Linked DNA regions of Macaca mulatta: region 2 is linked to region 1. The links are chromatin contacts, called in public Hi-C maps. All regions are on one chromosome and are shown on one strand. Each heading gives the region's core, a stretch centred on a gene start, on an enhancer-like site or on the middle of the called end of the contact. The rest is flanking DNA. Distances are from core to core; before and after follow the strand shown. Region 1 holds the start of SCN8A (sodium voltage-gated channel alpha subunit 8). Region 2 holds the start of ACVR1B (activin A receptor type 1B).

Evidence for each region. Hi-C and Micro-C count contacts between places; a contact is called where the count stands out from the background.
Region 2: a contact with region 1 is called in a Hi-C map of fetal cortex germinal zone, with 4 times the contacts expected there. The contact joins the promoter of ACVR1B here to the promoter of SCN8A in region 1. A contact is called at or near these places in 2 of 14 Hi-C or Micro-C datasets (fetal cortex germinal zone and fetal cortical plate).

The regions. Positions count from the first base shown.
Region 1 is chr11:58,778,648-58,784,882 of T2T-MMU8v2.0, forward strand. It overlaps SCN8A (sodium voltage-gated channel alpha subunit 8), which reads left to right and starts at 2,842. Exons shown (of 26, transcript XM_077954281.1): 1 at 2,842-2,968.
Region 2 is chr11:59,130,464-59,136,698 of T2T-MMU8v2.0, forward strand. ACVR1B (activin A receptor type 1B) reads left to right here and starts at 2,830. Exons shown (of 9, transcript NM_001265630.1): 1 at 2,830-2,941. The coding sequence starts at 2,851.

The DNA.
Region 1 (6,235 bases), core at 1,592-4,091:
ATAAAGGGAGAGTAATCCAGACAGCGTGGTATTAGTGCCAAGACAGACAAATATATCAATGAAACAGAAGGAGAGTTTAGAACTAGATTCTTACATACTTGAGTAAATGATTTTTTGCAAAGGTGCAAGGGTAATCAGTGGAGACAGGATACTGTTTTCAACAAATAGTATGGGGACAACTATATATCTAAGCAACAAAACAACAAAAGAACTTCAAACTACATTTCATACCACATACAAAAATCAATTCAAAATGGATGATAAACCTAAATGTAAACTCTAGAACTATAACATTTCTAGAAGGCAACATAGGAAAAAATATTTGAGGCCTTGTGTCGGGCAAAACTTATTAGATATGACACTAAAAGCATGATCCATAGAAGAAAAATAATAAATTTAACTTCATAAAAATTAAGAAGGTCTTTTTTTTTTTTTTTTTTTAAGAGACAGGTTCTGGCTATGTTGCCCAGGCTTGAGTGCAGCAGCTATTCACAGGCCCGATTATAACACATTATAGCCTCCAACTTCTGGCCTCAGGAGATTCTCTTGCCTGAGCCTCCTGAGTAGCTAGGACTACAAGTGTGCACCAGGGCACCTGGCTGAAGAAACTCTGCTTTTGGAAAAACACTGTTAAGAGAGTAAAAAGAATAAAAAGATAAGCCTAAACTGGGAAACAATATTTGCCAATCACATATCTGATGGATTTGTATCCACAATATATAAACAACTCTTTAATTTTTTTTAAAGAAATTTAGAATCAGAGTCTCCTGTGTTGTCCATGCTGGACTTGAAATCCTAGGTTTAAGCAATTATTCCTGCTCAGTGTCCAGAGTAGCTGGGACAGCAGGCGTGCGTCACTGGGCCCAGCCAGGATATATAAACAACTCTAAAACTTAATTAACATGAAAAAAATTTTTTTAAAAATACACTAAAGACTTGAAGAGACACTTCGCCGGAGGATTTAGTGATGACAAATCCATGAAAAGATGTTCAATATCTTTAGTCACTAGTGAAATGGAAGACAAACCCACAGTGAGATAAAACTACACACCTATTTAAACAGTTAAAATTAATCACCCCAAATGTTGATGAGGATGTAGAACAACTGAAATTCACATGCTGCTAGTAGGAATGGAAAGACATAACCACTTTGGAAGGCAGTTTGGCCCTTTCTTAATAGGTTAAATATACAACTAAAACAGGACTCAGTTATTCCATTCCTAGATACTTATACCCATGAGAAACAAAAGCATATATATCTATACAAAGACCTGCACACGAATGCTCCTAACAGCTTTGTTCGTAATAGGCAAACACTGGAAATAACCTAAATGTCATCAACAGGTGATTGAATAAACACACTGTGGTGTATCCCCATAAAGAATACTACTAAGCAGTAAAAAGGAACTCTTGATAGGCAACGACTGAATAATCTCAAAACGATTATGCCGAGTGGAAGAAGCCATACAAAAAAGAGAGTTTGTACTGTATGATTCCATTTATTTAAAATTCCAGAAAATGCAAACCAATGTACAGTAATAGAAAGAAGATCAGTGGTTGCCTGGAGAGGGTGTGTGGGGGCGAGCGATGCAGGGAGTGATTACAAAGAAGCACACGGAGAAATTTTTGGAGGTGATGGGTGTGTTCATTACCTTGGTGGTGATGGTTTCATGAATGTACACATATGTCAAAATTGTACAATCTAAACACATGCAAATATACTCCAGTAAAGCTAATTTTAAATGTATTGTAGAGGGCACATTATGTGATAAGCATACCGTGTGCCAGGCTGTGTTAGCAATGTGTGAAGTGCATTCTCCCCGTTAATACAAACAAGAAGTTTATCAGGTTGCTACTGTGATTGTTTCCTTTTACAGACGAGAACACTGAGGTCTGGAGAGGTTGTTACACCCTCTTTCCCTCTTGTGATTGGTGGTAGGAAAATATTAAGTAGAGGAGCAGCACAGTAAAGTGCAAAGAGCTCTGGCACTCCTTACCTAGATTCTGGAGTGAGGGTGGAGTGAGTGGTTGAAACGCTCATGCCTACTTTATAGATGGACAGACTGAGGATCGGAAAGACTGAGGTGGCCTGGGGGCTGTCAGGGAGGCAGCGCCTCCCCGCTCCTAGCAATAGGTCCCTGTGGGCTGAAACACGAGCCTCCACCTGCCGCTGATTGACTTGATTTTTTCAGTGGGCCCAAGATCCTGTAAATTGAGTTCCCTGTGCTTTTGGATGTCAGAAACTTCACTGAGAGCGGCACTGCTGCGGGGCAGGAGAAAGGTAAGACTTGGCACTGACGTGGGCCACGGAGCACGCGAGTCACCACGACAGCTTTCGGGTCTTGCCGCCCGGCGCTGGCCGGGAGCCAGCCGGCGTCTCGCGGCGGGTCCCGGCCCTCAGCCCGCGGCCCCTCCCGGCGGCTCGGCGGGGGTGTCGCGGAGGCGGACCCGGGGACGCTCGCTGGCGCTCCCGGGCGGCGCCCCCTGCCGGCGCCCTGCTCCCTCTTGCCCCTGATCAGCTCCCGGCGGCGCGGGGACGCGGGCCTGAGAGCCAGCGGGCGGGCGGCGCGCTGCGGGCGAGCGGGCGAGCGGGCGCGCCCTGCAGGGGTAGGTGGGCCGCGGGGGCGCGGGCGGGCGGGCGCGAAGCACGGGGGCGGGGGCGGGGGCGGGGGCGGTGGCGCGTGCGGGCGGGGGCCGGCCCGGGCAGGGGGAGCGCGCGGAGGGGTCGGCGCGGGGGCGGGGCGGGCGGGGGGCCCGGCGAGCGGGGCGCGCGCGCGGTGGCGCGCGGCGGGCGCGAGTCATCAATTATGCAAGGAGTCGGGCGGCGCGGGGGGCGGGCGCGGGGAGCGCTCCAAGATGGCGCCCACCGCAGTCCCGCCCGCCGCAGCCTCGGCACCTTTGCAGTCCGGCCGCGCCTCCCGGGCCCCGCGTTAGGGCCGCCGCTGCCTCCCTCGCCGCCGCCGCTGCCGTAAGTCGCCCCAGAGCCCCCGCCCTGGCGCTGCTTCCTGCCCTCCGGGTTTCCCTTCTCACCTCGGGACCCTTGAGCGGGGCTCGCCCATCTCCAGTCAGGGGCTTTGCCGCAGAGTGCGCGGCGGGGCTTGACGGGCCGTGGAGCTGGGGTTCTGCTCTCCTTGTTTTGGACGGGTGTTTGGAAGTCTTGCTTCCTTCTACCGTGTGTACCGGGGGTCTCTTAGGACAACTGAGGACCACCAGTCCCCACCCCGGACACCCTGCTCTCTCCGTCTCGGCTACAGTGAGGGACACGGCCCGTCCTTGGTGCCCCTTCCGCGGTGCAGCCCCCCACCCTCCCCCAGTGCTGGGGCAGAGTTGGGGCCCCTAGCCGGCTTGCACTGGGAAGGGCAGCGCTGTCGGGATCTTCCTACAGCTGCCCCTCAGCTCTACCCCTCCCCCATGTCTTACTGCATCCTTCTCCCTCACCCGGCTTCACATTGCTAAAAACTGCAGAAGCCAAGGGCTCCTGGGTTCTTCCGGCAGCCAGCGCTCCCGACTCCCTCTGTCCTTTACTCGGATGCATTCGTCCCCCTCCCAACAGGGTGCTCTGGGATTGTGATGGGGGCTCCCGGGACCTTCCTCGGCAGGCTAGGATCCCTGCATTTGGAAGCACATCACTTTGAGAATATCGCCTTCCCCCATCCCACCCCCACCCCCACCCCTATGCCACCCGATGCAGAGCTTGTTCCTCTCCTCTCCCTCCCCCACCTTACCATCAGCAGCAGCACCCTTGGCTTCTTGTTAGCGTTGGGGTACAGGACTGTTTGCCCAGCTCCGTGGGCTTGGACCCTCCTTTCTAGTTCTCACTTGGTACCTTGGGGCACCGCAAAGCCTCTGCAATTTCTCCTGAGAGCTCAGCTCTATCCCTTCCGTTGCCAGCAGCAACCACCAGTGGAGACTTGGCTAACTTTCCCGGGGTTAGCCAGGACTGTCAGACCCTTTCAGGGGCCCCAGCTTCGAATTGGGATGGAATGGGAACCATTTTTCAGCCCGATAAATAGGATTCTTCAAACCATGCATTGCATCCAACTACTCCGCCCTATGCCCTCTTCCTCACTTACACTGCAGTTTTTGAAGCATGGGGGAATACATTTTATGTGCGGAGATTCCAAGATTCTGCATCAGCGTTCATAATAAATGGATGTCATCTGTTTGGGGGGAGGGTAGAAGAAACTTTGGATTGCATCTGGCTAAATTCAGGGGGAGGGAGAAATAATTAGCATGGAGCAAGCTCTGCCACACAAGGAAAACTGCTTTTCATGCACAGTGGGCACCGGAGAATCAGGGATGGAAGCAGGAAGTGTGGGTGGGGGCTTTGGGGGTAAAGGGGGAGAGTGCTTTTTATAACTGTTTTCTCAAGTTTGAACCTGGAGAGCCTTTAGAGAGAGGTAGCAGTGTGTTAGGGCTGGGGGATGTTTTAGCTTTCCAATGGAGATATCGGGTGTGGTAGGTTTTTCACTATCTCAAAATCCCTCTGCACTTCTCTTTTCTCCACGTGCATTAGAAGATATGGCGGGGGGGATATTGTGCTTTTTTCTCAAAAAAATTTTTTTTTATTTGTAATGCAAATGGCTGGATAACATTACCACACGGTATCATCCTGGTAGGAATCTTGGGGGAATCAGACTTAAAATGCTGAAAGCTTTGTAGCACATTACATGTAACCTGGTTCTTGAAATACTGCAGCATTTTTCTTTGGAACTCATGACCCATAAGGCCTTCATTTCTCCCTGAAAGAGGATTTGGTTGCTGGTTGGTGGGGTGGTGGTTATGGGTAGTGATCCTTTGGTGTTCAGCACGCATTCCCTGTCCTAGAAATTGAGGTCCTCCCTGGAGAGGGCTGCAAGCATGTTCCGTGTTCTCCGAACATCTGATTCAGGGTATATGTAAATGTGTTGTGTTTCTGAGTAGAGCTTGTGGTGGGTATTGCAAAGCAGTTCATAATGGTGCAGGTCAGTTATTGGTTTCTTGGCTTCAGTTTGAGCAGCTTTGGTTTTCATTTGGGGTTTTGTAAACTTTTATCAAAATCCTTTGAGGATTTTGTTTTCAATTAATAAAGGATAATCAAGTGGAATACAGCATCCTTAAAAACAACCATCTGGTTGCTGTTGTTTTCCTTGTAGGACCCTTAACAAATTTTTCTCCTGGTCCAGCTTTGGGTTGCCTCTGTTTAGGCTTGTACTCGGGTTTCTTGCTGTGGTGCTGAAAGGACAGTTCCCCGACCAGTCCTGCGGCGAAGTGCACACACGCTGGACATGATTGGGTTTTTCTCTGCTTTTTATTATCAGCAGACTTTCCCATGGATGTGTATGTACATGCGCAGCTGGGTTTGTACTTGAGGTTGAAGGCCTAGTTATCATATTTTATTACTCCCACATAGCTCTTCATTTTGGCTGTCCCTCATGGAGACAATGTTTTACAGGCTGCAACAGATCCATATGTAAGCCATAGTGACATTTTGCTGACTGCATTATTTCAGCACACTTCAGTCATTTCAAATAGCAAGCAACTGTTAATATTCTTGGTCTCCACAAGAAGTAATCCGATAGCTGACTAAATTAAATTGGATCAGAAGAGCATCTTCTGTGGGTTGATTTGAATAGTGAACTGGGCAAGGCACTTGACACAGCAGAGGTATTTCTAAAGTAGATTTGTCCAAAAAACTATTTTAAAATCATAAAATAGGAAGGAGGCCATACAATTCACTTGGTACCACCTTCCATCCAATACAGGAATCTCCTTTATGGGAGATCTTTGCTTTGAATACATCCATTGGTAGGGAACTTACTGCCACATAACGTAGCTCATTCCATTTGGATTCCACTGTGATCAAAGTATTTTAATCTCATTGAAAAGGTAATATACATAAAGTTGAAAGACACATAAATTGGGGCTATATCGGGGCAAATGCCATTCTTGTGCTTGTTTCCAGGAAAAGATTGAGAATTATTGTTCTGTAGAGAATATACAAGAAATGTGCACTTAGTTGAAAAGAATGCAAAAATAGAGACATGTCCACCTAAAGCAAGAAAAACATTCTGTGAATGGAAAGAAAAATAATTATCTTTAATGTGCTGGTATTATGTAACAAATTGTTCTAGAAGGCACATGTTTGAATTAATGAATATTCAATTCCTATGGATTATATTTAAGGACAATAAAGCTATACTATAAAGTGTTATAAATCCAAAGTTTAAGGCCGGGCGCGGTGGCTCAAGCCTGT
Region 2 (6,235 bases), core at 1,580-4,079, 350 kb after region 1:
TGTAGTGCAGGACCTAAAAGGAAGGTAGACACATCACCTAGGAAAGCTCTAGTTTGGAGATGCCCCAAACTCTTACAAATGGGGTGTGAGGCATATGATTCACCCCTCCCCCGCTCCACCTCATGTCCCACCTTCAGCTGGGTCCTGAAGACTAGTCCCCAGAAAAGCAGGAGATGCTATGGTGTTGAAGAAAGCACAGGACCAGTAGGCCGTGGCTTTAATGATGGATTGTATGTGAGCCTGGTACCTTCTCTAAGTCTCAGTTGCTTCATCAGGGCACACTCTGACATGCCTCAACCACTTCCTAGGATTGTAGTGAAGGTCAACTCATAATGATGATGATAGCTATTCTTTTTAGATCACTTCCTATGTGTCAGAGATTATGCTAAACACTTTACCATATTTTATCAATACTAACAACATCTCTATGACATAGAACTATTATTAGCTGCATTTTACAAGATGAGTAAATTGAGGTTTAGCGAGGTAAAGTATCTGCCCAAAGTCCAATGCTATCAAGTGAGCTGATGGAGCTGACAGAGGCGGCATTTCGTCTGTGGAGGCAGCATTCTGGTTCCCTGATCTGTATATTTAGCTGTGTGGCTGACTTTACTGTCTAGGAGTGAAGCAACCACAGGTCCCCTCTGGGACCCCTGGCCTCGCAGCCACAGTGGCAGCACTTAGCGAAGAATAAGGAAAGACACCTCTTTCCCCCTTGGCTTCAGAGATGTGCTCCTGAGGAGTTGGCTTTCCCTTCCTAACTGCAGGGGTTGGTGACTGTACTGGGTTGAATAGTGTCCACCCAAAATTCGTATCTACCAGGAACCTGTGAATGTAATCTTACTTGGAAGGAGGATCTTAGCAGATGTAACCAATTAAGATCATTTGCACTCATACTGGATTAGGGTGGGCCCTAATCCAACGACTGGTATCCTTATAAGAAGAGAGAAACGTGGACTGAGATGTAGACGTAGAGGGAAGATAACCATGTGAAGACATGGGGTTATGCTTCCGCAAACCAAACAACACCAAGGATCCTGGGAACCACCAGAAGCTAGAAGAGGCAAGGAAGGATTCTTCCTAGAGCATTCAGAGAGCACATGGCCCTGCCAACACCATGGTTTCAGATTTCTAGCCTCCAGAACAGTGAGAGAATACATTTGTTATTTTAAGCTACCCAGTTTGGTAGTAGGAAACTAACACAGTAACCTAGCACTGTGTGCACCACAGCTGGGTGGACAGAGCATGGATTGGAAACCACCTAGATGGACTAGGTGGGGTGAGCCTATTTGTGGCAGATGAGGGAGAGGAGAATAAGTTATTTACTCATTCAGCTACACTGACCAACTTGTAGACAATGCCTCCCCATGACTTTATGTGATTGTGTGTACACTGTGTCTGGCGAGTGTGTTTTCAGCTTTATCTTTTCCGGATATGATAATGGGAGTTCTTCACGTTGGTGAAACTTAGAAGGTGAGAATTCCATATAATAAATTGTTCCCCCTACCTCTAGCTGTCCTTACCACCCCTAGATCTCAGATGGTGAAACTGTGCTTAAAGAGGTTCAAACCTTGCCCAAGTTTTCAGTTAGTAAGAAGCAGAATTCAGATCCAGAATTATCTGACTGCAAAAATTCTGCCCTTTCCATTATATCAAGTTCTTTCTCAAGCTAAAGAAACTGACCTCTTTTCGGAAAGATATGGAGTGATTTGTTTACTTTCTTAAGCATTTTTTCTAGATTTGAAAGTAACATTTATTTGAAAAATATTTAAAAATTATTGAAATGGTAAAATAAAAAGTTAAAAAAAAATGGCAATAACTACTGTTACTATTGGGTAAATATCCTTCCAGTCTTTTTTTCCTATAAATACATATTATCAATACAATTTGAATAATGCTGTGAACAGTTTTGCATTTTGTTTTAATTTAACATTATCTTGTAAGCATTTTCTCATGTCATAAGTTTTTGTAGACAGGATTTAAAATTACTAAATAATGTTTCATCATATGGATGGGCCATAATTTAACATTTTCTATTATTGTCTACTTAGTTTCCACCTTTTTACAATAATAAATATACAAGTTAACATTTTTAATAAACATCTGTCCTCTTATTATTTCTTGAAGACAGGGGATCATACTGGGTAAATGGATATGAATATTCTAAGGCATTTGATGCATAATGACAATTGTTTACCAAAAGGGTTCTACCTACCCGCCCAGTCAGAGTGCCTGACACGGCACCCTTACCCATACTGTCATCAGTAAAGATCTTTGCTGTGTTCTGAAAAGGAGCATGCTGCAATTCCATCACACAGGCTACCGCGTCCAGAGGATAGCAGGGGGCAAAACCAAGCAGGGAAACCAGTTAGGAGACCGTGGCGATTATCCCAGGGGACGCGCTGGGGGCTTGCGGCTAGGCGCAGGGATGGAGGAACTGGAACACGCACGGGATTCGTAGAATATTCGACAGGGGCGGGGGATCGACTCTGATAAGATAATCCTGCGTTGCGTGGGGTGCAGGAGAGGGAGGAGACTGCACGTTCGGCTCCGGCCTCCTCCGCGCCGGGCTCGGCACCGATCCGCGAGGTTGGCCGAGGCGTGAGCCCCGCCCACCCCTTTAACAGGGACACTCCCCTTTAAGGCGGGCGCCCGCGCGCGCCCCGGCCCCGCCCTTCGGGGGCGCGCGCGGCGGCCGCGGCGCCGGCTCCGCCGGGAGTGCACGTGCCGGCGCCGGGCGGAGGAGAGGGAGGCGGGAGCCGGGCAGCAGGAGGAGGGGAGGCGCCGGGGGCGCGCGCGCGCGCTGGGCGCTGCTGGGCTGCGGCGGCGGCGGCGGCGGCGGCGGTTACTATGGCGGAGTCGGCCAGAGCCTCCTCCTTCTTCCCCCTTGTTGTCCTCCTGCTCGCCGGCAGCGGCGGGTCCGGGCCCCGGGGAATCCAGGGTGAGTCCTGGGGCGGGGGGCGGGGGCCGGGATGGAGAGGGCTGGGCGAGGGCGAGGCCTCGAGCCGCGGCCGCTGGGCTACAGCGCGCCCCCTCCCCACGCGCACAATATGGCCGGGTGGGGGGCGCGGAGGAGTCGGGGTGACCCCCAGTCAGCTTCCCAGACCTCGGAGGCGCGGCTGCCCTTCGGCGGCGGAGCTCACGCCGGGCCCCTTGGGACCCGAGCCCTGTTCCAGGCGGAACTGGATTCGGGCAGCTCTCGGGGGTCGCGCTCCCAGCGCCCTCATGTTCCATAGAGGGGAGCCCGAGCTTCCAGCCTCAAGATTTGGAGGTCCATGGTTTCTGTCCTTCACCGTGTCCAGGGGCGGGGGGCTTTCTTCCCTCCCTCCAGATGCTCCTGGGGGGCATCTTTCTCCCGCCAAGATTGTGGGGTTCGGGCGGTGGGGTCTTAGCCTCTCCGAGGGATCCTGATGTTGAGAGCCCGCGCACCTCGAGACTGTAGGGGAAGGGGTCTCTAACCTTTCCTTCAGGTCCTGCACTTGGCGTGTTTCTTCCCCTCCCTCTCCTGCCTCCCTAATGTTCTGGGAAAGGGAGTCACATTTCCCCTTCACTCAATCCCTTGAGTTCAGTGGGGCAATCCCCCCCTCCGCCCTCCGGCACACATGCCCCGTGGAGGCTATTTGGAGGAAGTGGGACGAACAGGCCCCTAAACCTTTTTGGAGCCTAGCTTTGGAATCCCTAACCCTATGGAACCGAGTTCCCCAAGGGTTGATCTGAATCTAGGTGTATTTGCTTTCCTCCTCGCTTCCCCTACCCTACCCCGGGGGGCCCATTCAGTTAATCACTTTGTGGATGCCTTTCAGGTGAAATCTTAGAACGTGTCTCCAACCCCCCAAGATTATTTAAAGATCCCACCACCGGACTGTATCCCCGGCCCTTGGTCAGTACTTATTTACCTTCCTACACGATGCCTCTTCCCAGCCCGCCCACCCTCACACACCCCTTACCTTCCAATCCCCACAGTCTGCGGCTCGCCTTATACCACCCCCACTCTCCCCTCTGTAGAAGCGGGTACCTTTTTGCGGGACACTCCGCTGGCTGTGTTGTTTTTGAGGCTTTGGGGGCTGAGAAGAGCAGATGAAACCCTAAAATATTTCATTTAAGAGAGTCCTGGCGAATGTGTTTTGGTCTTGAGGTAGTAGATGAAGGTTATATTTGGCAGTTATATTGAAGCGATTATTGACCCACAGATGGATCTGGGAGAGATGATCAGGATTGTATTCGCTCCCAATGTACAAAGCCTGCTGCTTTGACTTCTCAGCAGCCCCTAACCTTCCAGCAATGGGAGATCAAGTGTGTTCTGTGGCTCTCTTCTCCCCTAAAAATAATGATTCTCAGGTGGGTTCAGTCGTCTTTAATAAACCAGACAGTCAAGAAAAGACACCATGCCACTTTGGAGTCTCAAAAACAAGTTCATTATCTCCGGCTTTGATATTTGTTCCCAGTGGTGGAGCCTGTGCAGCGGGGTCTTTGTTCACGGGCTAATGCTTCTGCTAAGCACCTCGTGTGTGTTCTTCGGCCTCACTGCTCTGTGGCTGAGGGGTTTGAGAAACATGGTGAAGGTGTATGAACCGAGCTTGACATTTGTGGTGAGATAATGATTTGCATGAATAAGGATGTTCATCGGGCCTTATTAAGGACCGTTTTTTGGAATGTGTAACATAATGTTCTCTACTGGGGTAGAAAAAAAAAAGGGGGAGATTGAACCTCTAGGTTTGCCATGTTATTTGTGTATGTATAAATCTTTAAATTCCTCGTATAGGAATTTTTATCCTGCCCCTTATCCAGGATTTTTAACAGTCATTTCCCTGCTGATTTGATGTAGTGTTTGTGGGGTTTTTCTGGTTGTGAGCCTAGTTAAGAATGTTTGATAATCCAATTGGTTCTGATTGGGGCAGAGTTCATTTTTTTGTAATCTTCCTAAAATGGATGTTTGTGGGGGTTAAGGTGGGTGGGTAAAATAGGGAGTTCGTTTCTTTTTTTGGTAAATTGGAAATTAGGTTGTGTGTCCAGCAAACATTCTCCAGGGCCTTTAAACTTCTTGGCCAGACACTACAGTTTTTTCCGGGACACGTCTAGTTGCCAGTAGTGCATGCTATGGAGACCACTGCTGCAAAAGGCTTAAAGTAAAACGTCAGTTCTGGGAAAATAGAGGCTGTGGGATAACAAGAAGTTGATTTTTTTCCCCTCCCCTGCATTTCCTATATAGTGCTCCCCTATGTGGGCTGGAGGAGTGACAGAGCCAGGCAGCTCTGATGCCTGAAGATGCCTGGTACTTGGACATGATGTGAGGGCAGTAAGGGATAGGCATTTCTATTAATGAATTAACTAGGACTTAGTAAAAGGCCAGTGATAAGGAGAATGAGTTTCAGTTAGAAATAGCATCCGTTTGATAGGTGTACATGTTTTAAGGCCTGGCTTTGGAATTTTCACATTTAAAAATGTAAAATTGAGTTAGTAGCAGGAGAACATGACATTCATTTCTTAAGACAAAAGCAACAAGAGAGATATTTGACATTCTCATAGGAACATTTTGAAATTTTGTGAGCGGACTGAAAATCTAATTTCAAGCCAACCCTTGTAATTTTGTTGAGTGGACATGGATTTTAAGTACAGTGGAAGTGCAGTCTTGTAGAGGACCTCTGATTAGTTTTGTTTAAACAGCTCCTGGAACAGATGTGATAAAACATATTAAAATGGCTACTCTGGTTAAAGGTTAAAGCCAGATGGAGGGAGGAGGCTGGTTTTCAGCCCTAGAACTTAGCTCTCTTACAAGTTGTCCTTGAACAAGTAACTTAACCTTTCTGTGACTGGCTCAGTTTTCCCTCTGTAAAATAAGGAAATATTTTGTGTCACTCTTATTGGGACATTTGTGAGTCTGACTTACTGATAGCCAGTTGGCGGGGAGGTATTTTTAGACACGTTTCTGACTTCAGTGAATAAGCAATGCTGGGTTACTTTTTTATCTTATGGAGCAGAAAAACATACTCTGTGATTGATAGACGTACAGCATGTCACAGTGTGGTTAATTTCTTTTTGTGCTTTTTTGTAGACCCCTTTCAGATTTCCTCAAGTTAATTTCTGTCTCTGGCAGGCTCTTACATCGTTGACTAGGCAGCATACCTGTGCTAATCAAAGACAGTCTGGAGGGAGTGACCTGCTTTAGGCTTTATTGGTTTGGCAATGTTTTAATTCTTACGCAACTCTGGGTATGTTTATGGCACTATGTAAATGT